Regions from separate parts of the Arabidopsis thaliana genome. Here region 1 is linked to region 2. Evidence: chromatin contacts called from public ChIA-PET data. All regions are on one chromosome and are shown on one strand. The core of a region is the stretch at or near the end of the contact, and the rest is flanking DNA. Distances in the headings are between cores, read along the strand shown. Region 1 holds the start of EDA12 (embryo sac development arrest 12). Region 2 holds the start of AT2G35900 (Mal d 1-associated protein).

Region 1 (2,807 bases), core at 305-2,804, 33 kb before region 2:
AATTTATAGTCCATGGTCAAGGAAATTTGTTTTGTGACCATGAAAATAGAAAAGAAAATCAACTCCAATTCTTTTGGATATAGGAACATATATGGCCCAATAGGAACAGAGATGTGATTTTTGGATTTAGCCCACCACCATAATATGATGCTAGATTGCTAGTATGGGAATTTTGGATTTAGCCCACCATTATAGGATAACAACAATACTGAAACTTAAGTACAATTCGGAAATTGAGATAAGAGACAAGCTGTTTGACCAAAAAACTAGTTCATACTAAAAAGGTATCTAGACCTTGAAATCAAGCTTAATCCACTTGGTCATCTTCAAACTTTGTCCCTAATTATTATTTACCTCCTAGTTAATACTTAATACCCAAAAGATCTAATAATTAGTAACTACTTGAACTTGTTCCATCAGAAAGTCCAGTCCTTGGAGAAATCCATGTCTGAAGGCAAATGATAATGACACTCCTCTTTCTGTTGCTGCTCCTGCGTTGTAGAAGTCATCACTCCTCTTTTTTCTTTGGTCATAAACTCCTTCTCACTTTGATTCCGATTCCTTTGATCTGCTTTCGACAAGTAAACAAAAAAAGGTCAGATTTTTTTTCCATTTTGTGTACTAACCTAAAACATGCAAAGAGCTAGTCTCAGTAACTAAAGAGAATTTCAAGAGAAGAAAACAAAACCAAACCAAACCTTATTTTAAACATAAAAGAAGGTTTTGGAAGAAGACAAGTGAAGTAGCTTACTATGCTTCTTCACAGGGTCAAAAGTCTTGAAAGTTGGACGCTGAAGAGGGTGAAAAACGCCGGTTCCTACAGATTCCTTCAAAACGTTACCGTTTCGGTGAACCAAACCTCTCTTCTGTAGCCGTGCCTCTTGTCTCTGTAAAACCTTAGCTCTATCTTGCTGTGACTGCAATCACCAACTCAAAATAAAAAACATCAAACGGTGCATAAAGGAGAGACAAAAGAGAGTAGTAAGAAAAGTTTGCATTTTGACTACCTCTTTGCGGATCCTTGAAAGATGAAGTTCATAAAAAGGTTCAAGCTTGAGCCTTTCTCGGTACAATCTCTGATAAGCTTTAACACCATTAGGCCTTAAAGAAGACTGCATAAGACACACCAAAACAAAAACATGAAACTTGTGAAGAAAATGTGAAAACAGAGTAATGAAACAGAGGAAAAAAGGAAATGACCTGGAGACTCGAAGGCAAAGTAGGAACCAGTCTGGGTTTAGGATGGAGAAGAGACATCGAAGAGAACTGTTCAGAGAGTGTATCCACAACGTCGGAAACGTACAGATGATCACGGTGGTTACGGCTGAGCAAGTTGAATCTTCCGGCAGACGTTTCGAACTCGTTGAGGAACAGATGAGAACGAGAACGAAACCCCATTTCTTCCAAATCCACACGGAACTGATGATTCCTCGCCATGGAAATCGAGAGATTGAACCACTTTCTTTGAGAGTAAGCAAAAACAAACACAAAAAGCAGAGCTTTTAAAGTGGGTTTGACGTTACAGATGTTCATGAAACATTAGAGAAAGACAAACATATCCATTTTTTATTATTAATTTTTTCAGTTATGAAGCGAGTTGTGTCTGCGAATGTCACGTGATACACTATCCCACTCGCCCATTATCTCCATCGTAAGAGTGAAATTGGCGCGTGTGATGAGACGCTCTTAGTGGTGGAGTGTTTATCGTTACTGCAACCGCCGCAGGGACGTAGCCACCAATTATTATGCCTACACGTGTCAGAAACTATTACCTATTAGTGTTAGTTATATTGTGTTCGCTTGTGTATGTTTCTTTTCGTGCATCTTTTTCGACTCTTGATCAGCAAGTAAAATGACAAAATAGAAATATTGTTTCTTACAAATAAATTTAATTTTGGATCCAAAATGGGCTTTAGGTGGAGACGCTTTGTGGATGACAATGGTACATGGATTAGCTTTGTTTTATGGGCTTTAGATGTCCAACCTTATCTTTATTATTTCAAGTCGTTGCCTTCCATTCCATCTATATTTCTATTCAAATTGGGAAATAAAATTTCTAAGAAGAAAGATTTTCTGAAATGGTTGTTGTTTGGGAAAAAAAACTGAGGAACTTTGTGCACGAAAACATGTCAAAGTATAGAAACAAAATATCAGAACTACTCGTTTCAATATTTTTGTAAATTATATAATATTATATACAAAACAATACAAATGGGTTTACTTTAGACTTTTTAGACCTAAGAAAAAATCATCGGCCTTGTTGTTTCTTTTATTTATTTTTAAAAATAAAAAGCTCAGTTCAAGTTTAGCCCAATAAAGCCCAGTACACACATTCCATCTGAGTTTGCTTTTATCATGAAATGTGAGCTAGATGATATCCAGATCGGTATATTGGTAATGGGGCTGGACAAAAACATGTGTACACTTTTTCTTCTTTCTATATACTGATTGTTTCACCTAAAAGATACGACTGGATAACTTAACATGTCAATATAACGGTATATACAAAGGAAAACAACGAAGTCTTATGTCAAAGAGCAAAATTCTCTTTTGGCAGAGCAAACTTCCAAGCAAAATTCTTTTTTGGTACAATACATTAGAATTTATGATTCGTACGACATGTAAACTTTTCTCTGGAACTGACTTAAAAGAAATTTGACTTTTTACAGATTTATGAATATTGGAAGCACAAGTTACATCAATGTGAATACAACTTTAGTTTTCATATATAGTTTATTTTAGTACATGCTACTCACTTTATTATGACACATGTTGTTTTCTATGAACCTTAATCCCAATCAATTGAA
Region 2 (2,700 bases), core at 115-2,614:
AATCTTGACTAATCTCCGGCTTAAACTCGTTATTAATTCTTCTTTTAATTCCTTGTAAATTTGTTATTTTTGGTCACTAACTGATCACTGTATATACACTCTTCGAAGCCGAAGATTTGTAAGAGAAAGGAGGTTAAGGATGAATTTTTCACAATTTTGTTGGATTAGTTTTTCTTTAAGCAATGTGAACGAGTTTATCTATACATACGTACCAAGAAAGAGTAATTAAAGTCGTTTTGAATATTGGCAAATATGTTTCTTGGCTTGTATTGAACTTTGAGAGATCATTTTAAATATTGAGACGTCAAAGAAAAAAAAAAGAGTTTGAGGACAAGTTGGAACTTAAGATAATGGGATCGAATCAATTAGGCGTTTTTGATAGTCAGTCTGACAATCTTTCTCAATCATATGGTTTATTTATTAGCAATTTTTTTTTTGTTAAACAAAACCAGATATTTAACAGCGTATTTGTCTTATTGGGTAAACCGTTAGCCAATACATATGATGATATGAGAAAAAGACTTTTATGAGGACCTTAAGAAAAGATATAAAACGTTGATTAAGAGATATAAATCAAGAAGAAAAAAAACACTTGAAAACGATTGTTTTTGTCTCCAATCTCAAGCTGGCTGAAATTAAGTAGGTGAGATGATAAAAATGAGTTGACCATGATAAAACTACTCTTATCTTATTTAAAGTATTCGGTAAACAAAAATATTACTCCAAATATTAGGAACCATGATCGAGAGAGAAAACATGGTGAAAAGCTCAATTTCTCATTAATGATTCAAAGAGTTTGTTACAATCGTTTATAGTCAACAGACTCAATAACCAGAAATAACCAAAGATATGCTCAAATTCATTTTTACAAACACTCAAAAGTGATATGCTCTTTCTCTCGGCTCTGTATTCCTTTCATAACAAGACAAACCGAGGTCGTTCAAACCATCATCGGTAACGTCGAAGGCTTCAACTTGAAGCAATGATGCTGATTTAAGACTTATTGTGCTAGGCTTCTTAATATTTTGGCCCATCTGCCAGAATTAATGATGAATACTTTCATATTGGGCCCTGAGAAATTGACTAAGACCCAATTGTTCACAGCAATGTCAAAAAATTTACCCAAAAAATCTTTCTTTCCCATCTTTTAACTTCAACTTTTATTACTTTTTATATAATCTATTTTCCTTAATAAGAAAATTAAATACTGAATAAATTCTAAATATTTGATACATTCTAAACATTTTTATTATGTAATGGTGAATGTCTAAGTATTTCTCAAAATTTTAGTTACAACTCTGATCTACTAAGAAAGTATCTATGAAAAAAAAGAATAAGATACAAGGTAATAAAATGAGTGGATCTTAAACGCGAATACAATAAATCAAACAATTTGAGACGCATCATACGTTAAAAATCTATTAACCAGCGGTCTTCCGGTTCAGATTGAGAAATTTGACTACTTTAGTTTGGTTTGATTTGGTTCAAACTTTTTTCCGACCCGTGAAGAAAAAGAAAATCCTCACGCGCCGGTAAGTCGGTTTCACGAACAAAGAGGCCTGAGTATAAAAAAACAAATCGGACGCTTCGAGTTTTTCTTGAGGAAGAATCCACACACACACAGAAGAAGAATCTCATCACGAATTTTAGCTATGGGTTGGATCTGGATTGACGATTCATCCGCCTCTAAAGCCGGTGCTGATCTCACCGATAAACCGCTCGGAGATTCTGCCGCCGCCGCCGAAAATTGCTCCACGACCACGGTGGTAAGATCTCAGTGCAAGACGGAGGAGGTCGAGCCTGGAAAGTTCGTCAGGAAATGCGACAAAACAGAAGAAATCCTCCGCCACTGTTTTGGGAAGTGAGTGTTTCGGATATTTTCTCGCTTTTGATCATAACCCTAATTAAGCAAAAGATAAGCTTTTAGATTTTGAATTACATGTGGAAAACAAATCTCCAGGGTTTATAGATCAAATAGATGAAGTGTGTTTGTTTTGAGCTCTGAGTTAAAAAATTTTGACGTTTTTGTGGTTATGTAAAAGCTAAAAGCCAATAGTTAAAGATTGACTCTAAATTTGTGTTTCTGATGCTAAGCTTACTAATATGAATTGCAGAAAGATAGTTGTGTTTATGCACTGGAATGGTTACATTGCTTACTTCTTGTGGTTTGATGTTGTTTTCTTCGAAAGGACTCTCTATCACTGAACCATTATGGTAAAAATGTTTCATTATAAAAGTTCTTATGATTTTATCATCTTTGTAGTGTTATAACTTGCATGTTTTTTTTGGTTAAGTAAGTGGAGCAACTGCTGGTTAGTCTTTTTTGGGTTAAGTAAGTGGAGTATTCTCATATAAGAAGAAGATGCATAGAGTATCACATCACAGTTTCTGTGTATTCGGCGAGCTTCATGTTTGTTTGTTTGCTACCTGTGATATGAGTTATTCCATGTTAAATGTAATGCTTTCCTTTGGAAGACAACTCTTGTTTTCTTTCTCGCCCTTTCATGTGTGATTTTGAGATTGAGCCATTAAAATGTTCAAGCACCTTGATTGTTTGTTACCTTTCGCGCCTCTAGACAATCACTAAATCGATTTACCCTTGGTTCTGTATCTGCTTTAGGCCCTCTGAAGTCGTTCAATCCAACACAGAGCACACAGAAGAGGATGTGACAGACCAGATGGTGGGAAGATCCGCTCTTC

The links. ChIA-PET counts read pairs in DNA pulled down with a chosen protein or histone mark.
Region 1: a contact with region 2 is called in an H3K4me3 ChIA-PET map of shoot, with 11 read pairs. The contact joins the promoter of EDA12 here to the promoter of AT2G35900 in region 2. A contact is called at or near these places in 22 of 26 Hi-C or Micro-C datasets (callus, cotyledon, flower and 6 more), 2 of 2 datasets of contacts at active chromatin or transcription factors (seedling and shoot) and 3 of 3 other capture datasets (root, seedling and shoot).

Annotation. Positions count from the first base shown.
Region 1 is chr2:15,103,463-15,106,269 of TAIR10.1, reverse strand. It overlaps EDA12 (embryo sac development arrest 12), which reads right to left and starts at 1,554. Exons shown (of 4, transcript NM_001336584.1): 1 at 1,201-1,554; 2 at 1,008-1,112; 3 at 752-917; 4 at 151-568. The coding sequence starts at 1,533. The coding sequence ends at 417.
Region 2 is chr2:15,070,493-15,073,192 of TAIR10.1, reverse strand. AT2G35900 (Mal d 1-associated protein) reads left to right here and starts at 1,364. Exons shown (of 2, transcript NM_129149.4): 1 at 1,364-1,861; 2 at 2,621-2,700. The coding sequence starts at 1,653. AT2G35910 (RING/U-box superfamily protein) reads left to right here. Exons shown (of 1, transcript NM_179923.2): 1 at 1-306.